2 separate regions of the Gossypium hirsutum genome follow, and region 1 is linked to region 2. Evidence: chromatin contacts called from public Hi-C data. All regions are on one chromosome and are shown on one strand. The core of a region is the stretch at or near the end of the contact, and the rest is flanking DNA. Distances in the headings are between cores, read along the strand shown. Region 1 holds the start of LOC107921752 (proline-rich receptor-like protein kinase PERK2). Region 2 holds the start of LOC107921257 (homeobox-leucine zipper protein HOX3).

Region 1 (7,398 bases), core at 3,302-5,801, 500 kb before region 2:
TCTTAAAGACAATTAAAAATAACCTCATTGTTGCGGTTAGCGTCTAAAAGCTAACCAAAAACTTTGATCGAAAAAAGGATGCAATTCAAGGGATTAAGGGCAGATATATTGCTAACTTGCTCTGTCCCATCTCTCTCCATCATCTATAATCTATAACTATGTATTAGAACAAGATACATAGTGCACTGTAGAAGTTGGGCTTTTAAATGTTGCCACGTTTGCATGTTTTCCTTTTCTTTCTGAAATTCAGGTTTTCTTCGTTAGACGGAAAGAGAGAAAAAATGGTTTATTGATTTTTCAATCCTTGTAGTTTTTGAATTTTTGGACTTTAGTCCATCTACTTGCTTTTAATTTAAAAAATACTCATACTTATTTGATTTAAAAAATAAAATTTAATTGATAACATTGTTATTTAACTTCTTTAATATTTTAATGTGTGCTATCTATTGAACTTTAAATTTTAAATTAAACTTTTTGATATTAAACTGTCACATATTTAAAATCAATAAAAATTTAATAAAAATGTTACCAATTGAATTTTAATTTTTAAACCAATCATAAATAGTCTAAATTCTTGAAATTGAATCAAAAAGCTAAATTTCAAAAATTCAAAAATTTCATAAACTAGAGAAATATTTAAATTGAAAATAAAGAAAGAAAAAAAATGAGGAAAGAGACAAAAAGAATTGTATAGTCGTGTTCGTTTATTTTTCTTCTTATTCTAAAATATCATATATTTATTGTTATAAATTTATATGAAGAGATGTTTTTATTTTATTGTTAAAAAATGTACTTAATCTATGAATATCTCAGCTAAATATTTTAATATTTATTATATAATGTATAATTCTATTTTTTATCCTTTTAAAAGTTAAATATATAATGATAAGAATAGTGGTTTCAAAATGTGGAGGTAAAATAGAGTAGGTAAAAAAAAATAACATAACTATTTTATACTCACCTTTTTAAGAAAGAAAATTTGTTTTGCCCTACTCCACTTGCACTGTTAAAACAAAACCTTTTCAATTAGAATGGATAGATTGAAATTCCATCGGATGATTTGAATTTTGCTTTCCTATATAACCAAAAGAAAATCAATTTGCATACATCCAGGATATTTAATCTTTCCTTGGTAGAGTAAAAAGAAAATTAAAATGATAGAAAATTGAAAGATTTGGTAAGAAGAATGGAAAATTCGAAAGAAAAGATAATTTTCTTCCTATTCATTGCTTGGTAGGGTTGAAAAGTAAAAGAAAATAAAATAAAACTTTAGAAAAATACATAATTTTTAACTAAAAATGCATGTACCTCTAATTTTCTCTCTTTTCATCATTCCAATTTGCAATTATCTGTTTTTATTTATTAGGACGATTCTCACCCTATTTTTTCTTACCAGCTTCCATTTTTCCGCTTAATTAAGCTTAACGTTAACTCATGTATATTTCTTTTTAGAAGAAGAGAATAAAAAATGACTAGTGTGAGTAAAAGGAATTATGAAAATCAGTGTTAGTTAAAATTTAATTTAGTGGTGGGTTTGAAATAATGAGAATAACAATTTTTAATGTGGTATAAACTGTAGGGGAAGGATCTAAAAGCATTTCATTAATGGTTGGGATTGGAGGACAAGGGAAGAGAGAAAAAGCAGGTGGTGGAAGATGCCGCTTATGCTTTAAGAAACGAGACGATGGCCTTTTCTTCTCTAACAAATGTCCGCTGTCTCTTCTTATTCACTCATCTTCCACTTCTTTTTTTCAAACATTTTTGTCCCCTCCCACTTTTTCTTCACCTTCTTCTTTTGCTCCATTTTATTCCTAATTATTCCACCATTTTTACATCGGTTAGGTTTCAAGTTGAAACAAAACTATTAGCAACAACGAATCTATTGTCAATTTGATTGTTACGAATGAAATAGTTTTGGGTAAACTATCAAAATAGTCACTTTTATTTGCCTTAGGTTACATTTTAGTCACTTAGTTTTGACATGTTATGTTTTAGTCACTTAGTTTTGACATGTTATGTTTTAGTCACTTAAGTTATCATTTTATTACAAAATGGTCACTAAGTTGTTAGCTGTTGTTAATGATGTAACAACAATCTGACGTGGCCCGTTATTTCATCATATCAGACTAAAATTTTAGGACAAATTACACAACTAGTCCCTGTACTTTTATTTTTTTGAAAAATTTAACTTTTTTCTTTTAATTTCTTTATTTTACTTCTCTTCTTCTTCCCCTTTATTTTTCTCTCTTATCATATTCTTCACTAAAGAAACATAACTTTACCCACTAAGTAAATCAGTCATTGTTTCTTTCACTTGATTCCTAAATTGAATTTCAATCAAAACTGAATATCAATCATTCTTAATCAAATCTCGATTTGAATATAACCTAATTTTGAAACTAAAACTAGATAAAACTAACCAATACTAAAAAAACATATCCTTAATCAAATCTAAACATAAATTGAATTCTTTATATTCAAAACAATTTTTTCATTTTCCAAAATTTGATAGGATTTTGTAGATTATTCCTTTTTTTTTCTTTTTTTTCTGATGAATAAAATTAAGCAAACGATAAATTGATCTAAACCATCTTGGACTTTCCCAAGCAAGCTTGATTGGAACCTGAGCATGGATGAACTGAAGAGAGAAAGGGAGCATTAAACCAAACCGGTTTGGGTAAAGTTGCGGATAAGTTTCATATAGTGGTTGTTTTAGTCATTCAGAGTGTTGAGTTAGTTTGAAGAATCCGTGAACAACATAGACTCGAGAGGGTGAAAATGTTGTAGGTAAGGTAGATAAGGTGGTCATAGGGTTAGTTAGAAGGTTGAAAGAATGGGCTCGAGAAACCTTTGTGAGGGTGGACCGCCATAAGTCAAGACTGGCGAGGTCTTCGAGTGAGGTAAGCTTGTGGACTAGGACATTGAAAGATCCAAATTGGATTGTCAAAGTGGTAGTGGATGATGATGGTGAGAATGTGCGAGGCAAGTTTTATTTTGGTTTCAACTTCCGCCTTTTCTTGTTTCAAAAGCATAAAAAAGTTATGTTAAAGGAAATGGAAAACATAGAAATACTACGTTAAAAGAAATAGAGAATGGAGAAAACAGAGGGAGAAGTATAAGAGAATGGAAAAAATAAAGAAAAAAAGTTAAATTGCTCAAAGCGAAAAAAATATAGAGTCCAATTGTATAATTTAACCTAAAATTTTTGTTTGAGATGATGATTAAACATGCCACATCAGCTTACCATTACACCATTAATGACAATTAATAGCTCAGTGACTAAATGTTACAAATCGATAATCTAAGTGACTAAAATGTAACATTTCAAGCATAAGTGACTAAAATGTAACTAAAGCAAACAAAAGTGATTACTTTAGTAGTTTACCCAATAGTTTTATATGATGAACCTTTTTTATTAATTACTATGGGTTTTATAATATCTTGCATTTCAAGTAGTTGATTTTATGCTTCATTCATTTGGATGGGATGTTCATCCTTTTGTCACTAAAGATCCAACATTTTTTTGGGGTTTCGATGCACTCTTATAAATTTAAGTCATTTATGATCATATCTTGCTTTTATCCCAGTTTCCTTTTCTTCTGTTGGGCCTTTTATCGGTAAAATGTCATATTGCGCCATTACTGACAACACCTCAAAACCTCTTTAACCCAGGCATTATCTTTAACATATTCTTCATATTTTACCAACAATAGAAAACTTTTCTAAAAGAAACTCCAAGAAGTACCAAAAATGATGAAAATTACAAGCCACAACAGATGAAGTAGAAAGGGAAATTGTGAAGATTAGGAGGAAAAACATGTAATTTTTCTTTTAATTACACGAGAAGAAGTTGGACGAAAGTGATAATTAGAGAAAAAGGAACAGAATCCTGAGATAAAGTAGTGACCAAAAACGGTGCGCAAGAGTCCAAGATATTAACCCTTCCCCCGGTTCCCACCCTTGAATTGGGACTGTGAGTGACCACAAAGTCCATCATCTGCCCATGGAATTTGTACATTGTTTGCTGATGAAAGGAGCACTCACCACCTTCACTATTTGAGTAAACCTTTCATTTTCGTTTGTCTGACATTATGATTTAAATATAAAATAAATATGTGATTTAAACTTGAATTCACTAAAACTCCCTTCAACAACTCAAATCAATCATATATCCTTATTTAAAAAGACAATACTGTTGCAAAAACTTAAAGAAAAAAAAGAGAAATGAATTTATGTGTAAAAGATAATTATTACTTCTTAATTTACATTAAGTTATATAGCCTATTTATAATAAAAATTAGATGCACAAATAAAAAAAAGACATGCTATAATATGATATCGTGCTAATAAATTAAATACAAAATAAAGAAAAATATGATATGATATACATTAATTATGCAAGATTTCGTATTAATAAATACCAATTAATTATTGAAATACATAGGTTTATACACTATTTAGAAATTAATGATGACCGGGGAAAGTGTATATAATGGGTCCCTTCATTTTTGGATCATGCATAATTTCCACATGCAACGGGATTCCCTTGTGAAACAAGGCAACGAGACTCCTTTACTGGAAAACAAAAAAGATTAAAAAACAGAAAAGTGCCCTTAAAAACACGTCTCGATAGCCCTCTAAAACTCATTCTTTCGTAGAGCCCAATTTCATCAAAATCAATTTCACTTTTTAGTCTTTCAAAGTCTTTGATGTACCAAATTACGTAACATCACCGCTAGTTCTTCCAAACTTTTTCTTTATTTCCACCACATCTTCCACAAATTAAAAAGATCGATCCTCTTCATTCATTTTAGCTAAAAGCTTTGGGAGTTCCATCAGCAGGATTTGGCAGCATGTCGATGAAAACACACCGTTGGATCAATCCTCACCAAATTCTATCATCACTAACCATTTTCTTTGCCATCACCATCTTTGTATATCCCATCAACGGGATGGAATCAAGGAGGCTTGATGACAGCACTGTTCCAGGTGGTCAAGGCGTCAAGTGTACCCCATCATGTATACAAAGTCCTCCACCACCCTCACTGCCGCCACCATGCCCTCCACCACCATCACCCCCAGCACTGCCTCCACCTACACCAAAAAAGCCGCCAACCCAATACTGTCCACCACCGCCAATACCGCCTAGTCCACCATCCTTTATATACATACCCGGTTCACCAGGGAATTTGTACTCGATTGACCAAAATTTCGGCGGTGCAAACCGGAATGTCGCTGTGGGGTTATTGGGTCTGGTTTGTGGATTATCTCTCCTGTTCGCTTTTTAAAGTTTGTAAGGTCCTAGGATCTTGTACAACAAGTTGGATATAGTAAGTACAAATTCCTTTTCTTAGGACAAGAATATAATTTTGTCCAAACAGAAAGTTTTAGGACCTACAATAGTTATTGAACTTGCTGTTTCATGATATTGTTCAATGATAAAAGTTCGGAAAATTAGCTTTACCTATAAATTACCTGATTTTGAATGGCTGTTCATTTTTCTGGTTCGATAAACGTCTTCTTACTTAGTATATTTAAGTTTGGTTGATTAATAGTTTTTTTATAAGAGAAACGAGATTATTAGTGAGATTTGAATAGGTGATGGGATTCCGAGCAAAGCAGTCCAGCAGGCAGCGGTTGCCGTTCAGAAATAAATTAAGAGGAAAAAAAGGAACCAATTTAGGCCCAGTGTTAGTTGGGCGGTGACGACGCTCTTACGTTGGTGTTTAGTTGGACACATGAGGCCTGTGGTAGCCAACTGCTCTTATTTCATGGACTCCTACTTCTATTCTATTTTGCAGCCATTTTTCACTATCAAAATCAAGCATTTAGGGTGAGTTTGGATAAGCGGTGTGTTTACTTGTGGTTAGTGTAAAAACAGCGGTGGTGGTAAGATTAGATACTATAGTGATACTGTAACGTGAGAGAAAAAGTAAGCTAAACGCACCGCACCGCACCCAATCGCAATTCAAACCCACCCTTACTTACCTTTGAAGTTTGTATTGTTTGATGGTTTTTTTAAATTTCATTTGTTTTGGAGGGAATAATTTAATTTAATTTTGTATACATAAAAAATTATCAATAGATCTAGTCCGATAATCTATAATAAATAACTATATTTATTTAGTAATCTTAATTTAATATATTTATGTGTTTAAATTTAATTTTACTTATATTTTAATCTAAATCTTTTATTTAATATTGTAAATATTTAATGTGTTATTATTAATTAGTTTTGAATAATATATTTCATTATTTATTATATTGTTTTTCAAACACAAATCCATATTCTAAATATATGTTTTCCACAAATATACGTGTATAATAAAGTTTCTAATTTTAAAAATCTATTGAATAGATATTCTTCAAAGTTGAGCTACTCGAAAGTATTTAGATATAAACACTAAAATTAAAATGAAATTGTGATAAAAGAATAAATTTATGAATATTAAACTATTTAAAAACTAAAATATCATTTTTATATAATAGTTATGATTTAGAAAAAAGAGTAAATACCTATATCTTTAATTTTAGATATATTATTCATAAAAAACCATAAATTTATATTTTCTGAAAACTTCTATTTCAAAGAATAAAATGAAAAAGTGAAAGAGAAAAGTAAAGCAAAAGACAAGATTATAACCATATGATTGATTTGATGATGAAAATGTATCAGAAAGAGATCAATGTTGATTTCGACACCAAATTACGGGTCCCGCTTTTTGTACGCTAAATTTGTTACGTTACACGTCATCATGTACCATACTAGGCTATGCATAGCTCTTGATTTTCTTTTGGTTAAATTACACCTAAAGTCAGTAAACTATTACTAAATTTACGTTTAGTTACTCAATTATAAAAAATTACAAAATAATTATTAAATTATTTAAAATTTTTATTTAAATCATTGGGTTATTAAAATCGCTATTGTATGGTCTTCTTTGTTTATATTACTTGCACCAATTGAAAGCTCTCATTCTCATTTCTCTTCTACAATTTGGTTTTTTTTCTTTCATAAAATAGTTTTGAATATCACAAATCCTTGAACCAAGATCCAAACATAAGATATATTTTTCTACTCGTCAATGGGTACTGATCCACCATAATGATTGTCGAATTGTCGCTTCAAGTTTGCTAGTCAGGCTTTTTATTTTTTAAAAAATTAACAAATAAGTGATTAAATAAAAAATTTTGAATAGTTCAGTGACTTAAATTAAAACTATCGAATAGTTGGTGGCCCTTTTATAATTTTTTGAAGTGGAGTGACCAAAAAATAAGCTTACTAATAATTTAGTGACCTTGAATGCAATTTATCCTTTTTTATTTTATTGTAATTTTTTTTATTTTTTTAACGTAATTTAAACATCTACATTCTTAATGGTTGTTTGGTAAAAGTAA
Region 2 (7,104 bases), core at 1,169-3,668:
AATTCTGATCAAACAAAAGAACATGCATGATTATAATATACCAACCTATCTTTCCCTTCACTCATTTCATTCAATAATGTAATACACGTATGTAATAATTCATCAATGCATGGCTAAGTCCAAAGAATGATGGGTCAAACCACGACTTTATTAGAGAAAAGGGGGATGATGATGATGATGATGATCTGACTACCATTCGGGCCTGAAGCAGACAAGCAATATTTCTTAATTTGCTGCCATCATTGTGATAATACCCATTTCTTCTTCTTCTTCTTTTTTTTAATCCCCCATGCTCTCTATTATCAGCTTATGAAATCAGACCACATCATTAGTTCTTCATAAGTCTGTTGATCTGCTTTTCGGTCGTGTGTCGTTTTTTGTTTCTATAACCTGGTTTTGTGATTATACATGGATGATTGCTTTTGCGTCTATGAAATAATAAGAAAAAGGACTTAATGAAATAGTTCTACATCTATCTATCTACCCGGTTTTATTGCTTACTTTATTTTTATATTCATCTAAATTTTATGCTAATTAAGTTTTGCAATGAGAAAATTATATTGATGAAAATAAGAAACTGCAACTTCCTTTTGCAGCATAAAATCATATGAAATTTTAGGTGAAAGATAAGTGAAGGAAGGCCATAAAGACAACGAATGGCAAAATGTTTGTTTTGCTTATTATGTCATGCATACACGACAAAAAATGATATATAGTATAAATAATAATAATAATAATAGTTATCCTGTAACTTGTTCCAAGTTGTTTGAAGGCCCTAAAAATCTGAATAAATTCATAGAATTTTACGGTGACAACGTGGTGTTGTATATATAGCTTGCTTTTAATTACTCTAATAAAATGTATATCACAGAGTGATAGTGATATATCAACGTCCAAAGACAACCGTTTTGTCAGGGAAATGACAAGAGAACCCCATAAAAATGAATCTAAGCTTTGAGAAACAGGCCTAAGACTGATTAGCATCATAAATTATTATATCTCTAATAACTAAATCTTTGAAACAAAATCTTTTGTTCAAATATTTCTACCTATATTATTAGTGTGAGAAAAATATACCGATGGAATTATTGATTAAGTTTTATTTATTCTGTTATATATATCTACCCTAAGCTACTTTAGTAACACCACCAACGAAATAATGATTCATTGAAAAGGAAAAAAAAAAGAATGAGAATTCATTTAAATGTAAAAAATATATATATTAATTTATGTATATGCATATGTGTATACGTATAGGGTACCTGGCCCTACGGTTCTGGAACCAAACTTCAACCTGCCTTGGCCTAAGCTTCAGCTGCAAAGCCAATGCCCCTTTCTGCTTCTGAAAACACAAAAATCCAAAAAGACATTAAATGAAAGAGATGGTGTGATGAATTTATGAGGTATTTTTTATGTTAAAAGAGGGAAAATGTTAGTTTGGTGTTAATTAATAAGTTTGGAAAGGGTAGGGTACTAGTTTGAAAATTTTACATACAGGGTTTAGGGTATGGTTTAGTCTGAAACTTTCTTCAAGAAGGCGAGACTGTTCTTTTGTAAGACGAAGCTTTTTTCGAGGAGGGGCACCATTATTGCAGCTTTCTTCTTCATCTTCCATGCTTGCTGTGATCCATTCATCTTCTGCTGGTACTTGGTTTATATCCAAATCTCTCACCGTACAACCCCCTTGATCACCTTTAACGTAATATTAAAAAGAAACGAGGTAAATAAATCAAATTTGATGCAAAATCAATCTATTTTCATCACCCATGGGGACGACCATCTTAAAAAGCATAAGAAAGAAAAGAAAAAAAACATTTTTCTGGAAACCATGCATGGAATCCGGGTATAGCATAAGATCAAAGACTGATGATACTAAAAGGGTTGACATATGTGTGTGTGTCTATGTTTATCAGTATTAAGAAGCAAACAATATTTTCGGCTTACCAGAAGAAGGGAAAGAAGGGGAAGAAGCGAAACCAGGAACAGATATCGTCAACTCCAAGTGTGAAGAGCCGGTGGGTAAAACCGCCATGAAAGTTGCAGAAGAACAAAGAAGAGAAAGATAACGATTGATTTTAAGGAGATAAAAGGTAAAGTTTATAAAAAAGATAAAAATAAATAAATAAATAAATAAAAGGGAAACAAAAGGAGACAAATAACAAGCACAAGAATATGAAAAGAAACGAAGGAAGGAGGAAAAAGATGGGGGGATGGTGTGATAGATATAAAAGTCTTAAGTAATAAATAGATACAGTAAATGAATAATAAAAATATTTTAATGAGGAAAAAGGAAAGCAAAATAAAAATATTAAAATTAGCTAGGGTTTTTGACTGTGGTCGTCAAAGTCAAACGCCTGACCCCATCTGATGTGAGACACGTATCATATCAGATAGATATTGGAAAATCTTAGGTGGTGTAGTACAATAAGGGGTATGTTTCGCTGTTTATAAAGTGAGGAGTCTCATTGTTGGGTTCAAAAGTCAGCTTAAAATGATTGGGAGCTTAGACTGGGGAGCCTATTGGTTTGGAGGTGCCCTTCCTATACCCTACACCTCAGCCTCATTACATCTTCATGGTGATGGAGGCATCTGGGCCATTCATTTGGCTGACCTTTTTGGTGATCAATGTATGATTTTAATAATCAGAAAGTGTCAAATGAATAATTATTGCGAGGGCGCAAATTAATGATGTTGGAAGGGTGTACAGAGGAATTGTAACGTATTAGAGCATAAATGCAAAAGGGAGAAGAATGGGGAAACAAATTAAAAGACATTAAATGGGAGAGAGGAAACAAGGGGTAAGGGCTGTGTAAGCCTAGGACTATTTTTGTTTATGTTTTAGGGATCTCTCTCACTCTTCTTTATTGCTTCTACCTTTTTACACCCATACTTAATTGTACAACAATTATTAACTTGTATATTTCCCTCAAAACTTTCCATTTATTTGGTAAGTTTCATCCATTAATTGGAAAAAAACGTTATTCAATGTTTTGTGGAGTTGGTAAGTATAATAACAAATTAAGTAACTATACCATTAATCATCAATTTCTTTCATTACAGTTATTTAAGTATTAAATCTCTAACATCATATCATGTTTCATCTAATTTTTAGTTTCTTTTCATTTTTGTTATCTAAAAATATCTTCTTTTGAGTATTGATTGGAATAAAAGATATATTAAACATTAAAATTAAAAAACTGTTACAAACTAAAATAATGCATTAAAATTTGTCTTTACTCCCTTATCAAAAATTTTATTTTTTCATATTGAAAATTTAAATTTTAAAACATCAAAATCAATTGAATAATGAAAATTTCATAGCCATTGATGGTGTGAGAGGATGTGTTACTACAATATTAAATTAATTAATTAATTAATTTAATCTTCTTCTAAAATTTAAATTTTATTTTATTTTCTCAAATTAAAATCAAAACAAATAACTCATATTTAATAATTGTCTACAAAACTCAAATTTCTTTTGATTATATAATATCGAATCTTCCATGCTAAGCTAAAAGAAAAGAAAAATCATTACAATTAATTAAATTAATTAATTTTATCTTCCAAGCCGAACAAAATCCATAATTATTTTCATCATTTCTTTAATGAATAACAAGCAATTAATTTAATTAATTGCAATCTTTCCTTTTAGCTTAGCATGAAAAATTTGAAATTATATAATAATAAAATTAAGTTTCCTAGACAATTATTAAATATGAATTATTCGAGTTGATTTCCTTAAAGATACTTTGTAAACATAAAATAAAATTTTAAATTTTAAAATAAATAAATTTAATTAATTTCAATATTATAGTAACAAATCCATTAAAATTATCAATAGATAAAAAATTTTAATAATTTATTTAACTGATTTTGATATTTTGAAATTTAAAATTTCAATATTAAAAAAATTAGAATTTTCAGCAATGAGATCAATAAATACAATTTAGCACAATTTTAATGCATTATGTTAGCTTTTACTGTTTTTTCAATTTAATCCTTAAATTTTTTACCCCGATCAAGACTTTAAAAAATAATTTTTTCAGTGACCAAAATTAAAAAGACCTAGATATTGGATGACTAAAATGAAAGTGTAAACATGATGAGGGCATGATTTGGCATGTATTGTTAGCATCATTAAGGATTTAGCACTTGTAACTAAAATGAAAATACCCTAAACATTAGGTGATAAAATTGTAAGGATTTTTTTTACCAAAAAAAATGCACACCAACCAAATTTATAATTGATAAATGTGGCGTGATAATTATTCATCTCATTTCTTAATCATATAAATTTAATCCTCTTATAAAATAACTCATCAATTACCATTTCATATAACATGGACATAAAAAGAATTAATACTATAGCGGTGAATTACTCTGATATTGAAAAAAGAAAATCTAATTGATATGTAATAAATGCAAAATTAAAGGATTGAATGTTATTGATTAATCTTTAACTAAGGTTAAACTTGTCTACACTCTAAATTTTGTCAAGTTTGGTCCAATTCATTGAATTTTTATTTGTAAAAGTAATAAATATATTAAAAGCGTTTTATAAAAATAAATTATTTTTTTCAGTTACTAAATCCGAATCCATATCAAAAAGCTCTTGCTTCACAACAAAATAAATGCGAAACCGGCTAAAACATTTTAGCTTTTGTTATTAAAATAATGGTTTGGCTTTCACCAAAATTAAAAATTAAAAAAATAATGGTTTGGCAAATAAAAAGTTTAAGAACTATATGTTTTTGCTTTTGAAAATTAGCTTTAGGATAAAATGATTTTGGTATCCTCATATATCTAATTTTTTATATATTTCAATTTATTACTGCACCTATTTACAAACTCACATCTTTCCCGCACCACTTTTTAAATACACGTTATTTCAAACCATTTTCTTTTCTAAACCAAGCTTTTAATGTTAAATTAGCCTCAACCCCGTGTAATAGCATGACGGTTAAGGGTATTCATTACTTTAAATATAACTTAGATTTGAGTTGCACTAATCGCGCTATATATAAGTTTCTATAAGGAAAAATTAATTTTTTATTTTTTTTATTTTTTCTCTTTTAGAATTATTTTTAATTTTTTTCTAATAAATGGGAAAATTCTAGGGATTTATAGAAAATTACTTGGCTTTTTACATGAAAAAATATTTTATCTTTTTAATTTACTTATTATTACTTGGGTTTTATCTCTACAACTAAATAACTCAATTTCGTGTAAAAATTAGATAGTTTTTTTGAAGCAAAATCAACTTAATTGTGCAAAAGATAAAATGAGTTACCAAAATGAAAATTATTAAAGTTTAGTAGCTAAAATGAATGTACAATAACATTGAATTAAAGTGAGTGACCAAACTAAAAACTTATTTAAGTTGAATGGCTAAACTAAAAATGATTGTTAACGCCATTACTTAAATTGCTAATTTTTATTTTATTTTTGATTGCCTAAAATGAAAATATATGAAAATTAATTGATCAACTGTGTGAATTACCTTAAATGAAAAAGAAAAAGAAATGGTAAACCAAAAGATTATTAAAGAAAAATGGTTTAATTATTTAGTGAAGAATTAAAATTAACCTCATGGTTTGACTCACTAATATAGAAACGAAAGGAAAAGGGGACAAATGAAGCAAAGTGTTGGTGTGGCCAAATTTGACTGATCATATAAAATAAGTCAATTGCACATTCCAGGGGTTTTGCATGTTTTAGGTGGCAAAAGAAATCTAATCATCAACTTGGATTTGAAGTTGGGACTTGGGACCTTGACCTCCCCAAGTTTTTCTGTGTCCACATTGCAAAGCAATTTCCTTGTGTTTTCCCCCAACTCATATTATTATTAATTAGTTTTAATACTAAAAATATCGAAGACTAATTTCATTTTTTAGATAGAATTTTTTATATTTTATTAATTTAGTGTACAGTTAACTCCATACGAAGGAAAACAAATTAACCTTTGTTTAATTCAATGAACCCCTTCTTGACTCATAACTTACACTTTCTTTTTCTTTTAATTATACAATAAATTCGTCAATAAATGTCACATAATTCGGGTTTTTATTTTTCCAATTTCAATTCCTAGATTTGAATACTAGGTAAAAGTGGTAATAATAGGGAGTTGGACGAAAGTTATACCTTAACATTTAATATTATAGCAGGAACTTTCATTTCTAGTTAAACAACTTTCTGAAAGAAAATCCTAGTCCACATGTTTGAACATGTAAAATCCCCTGAAATTTTCCCTAAGATAAATGCAATAGAATCTTTTTCATTTTTTATTTAAAAAAAAACATTAACGATCTTGCTTTCTTGGTAATTTACACTGCACCGCTGACCCTATCGTCTCAAGTGGGGATGAGTATTTGATCGGATTGAGTCGAATCAAGTCAAAAAATTTGAGTTAGTTGAATTGAGGAATCTTATTCTAGCAACCGAACTTGATTTAAATTTTTTTCGAATCAAATTGAATCGAGTCAAAAAATTTCGAGTCAAGTTAACGAATCATATTATTTATACTAAATGTTGCGTTTATATGGACCGATTATTTAATTAGTAGACAAAGTACAAGATTATTTAACTAGATAAACAATATAATTATTCTACATTTTAACTTAACGAGTAATTCTTTATCAAAACAACGTAATTTTGTCTTTTAACTTAATGGTTTTGACTTTTAACTTTAGAAAAGGTAAATATTTATCAAAAAGACGTAGTTTTGCATTTTCTTATTCAGATTTTCGGATAACTCGAATTGTGTAATTCATATTCGAGTTAAACCGAAAAACTTTATTTTTTATTCGAACTGATCCAAATAACTTGATTAACTCAAATAACTCAAACTATTTAATTCAAAATTTAAATTTTTATCGAGTTTTTCGAATCGAATCGAATTTTGCTCACCCCTAGTCTCAAGTTTCATTTGCCCCTGATTTGCGCAGCTCAAAAAAGTTCAAACTATAAAGATATATTAATAATAAAAATACAATATCCTATCATTAAATAATTATTTGATACATTGGTCATGAAAATTTAAGGTTTATATTGGGATTGAGATTTTATCACATATTTTATTTATTCTTTTAAAAATTTTAAGACATT

Evidence for each region. Hi-C and Micro-C count contacts between places; a contact is called where the count stands out from the background.
Region 1: a contact with region 2 is called in a Hi-C map of leaf, with 2.3 times the contacts expected there. The contact joins the promoter of LOC107921752 here to the promoter of LOC107921257 in region 2. A contact is called at or near these places in 3 of 34 Hi-C or Micro-C datasets (leaf and seedling).

Annotation. Positions count from the first base shown.
Region 1 is chrD01:48,254,180-48,261,577 of Gossypium_hirsutum_v2.1, reverse strand. LOC107921752 (proline-rich receptor-like protein kinase PERK2) reads left to right here and starts at 4,551. Exons shown (of 1, transcript XM_016851568.2): 1 at 4,551-5,471. The coding sequence starts at 4,854. The coding sequence ends at 5,288.
Region 2 is chrD01:47,757,244-47,764,347 of Gossypium_hirsutum_v2.1, reverse strand. LOC107921257 (homeobox-leucine zipper protein HOX3) reads right to left here and starts at 2,418. Exons shown (of 4, transcript XM_016851134.2): 1 at 1,945-2,418; 2 at 1,496-1,692; 3 at 1,263-1,342. The coding sequence starts at 2,032.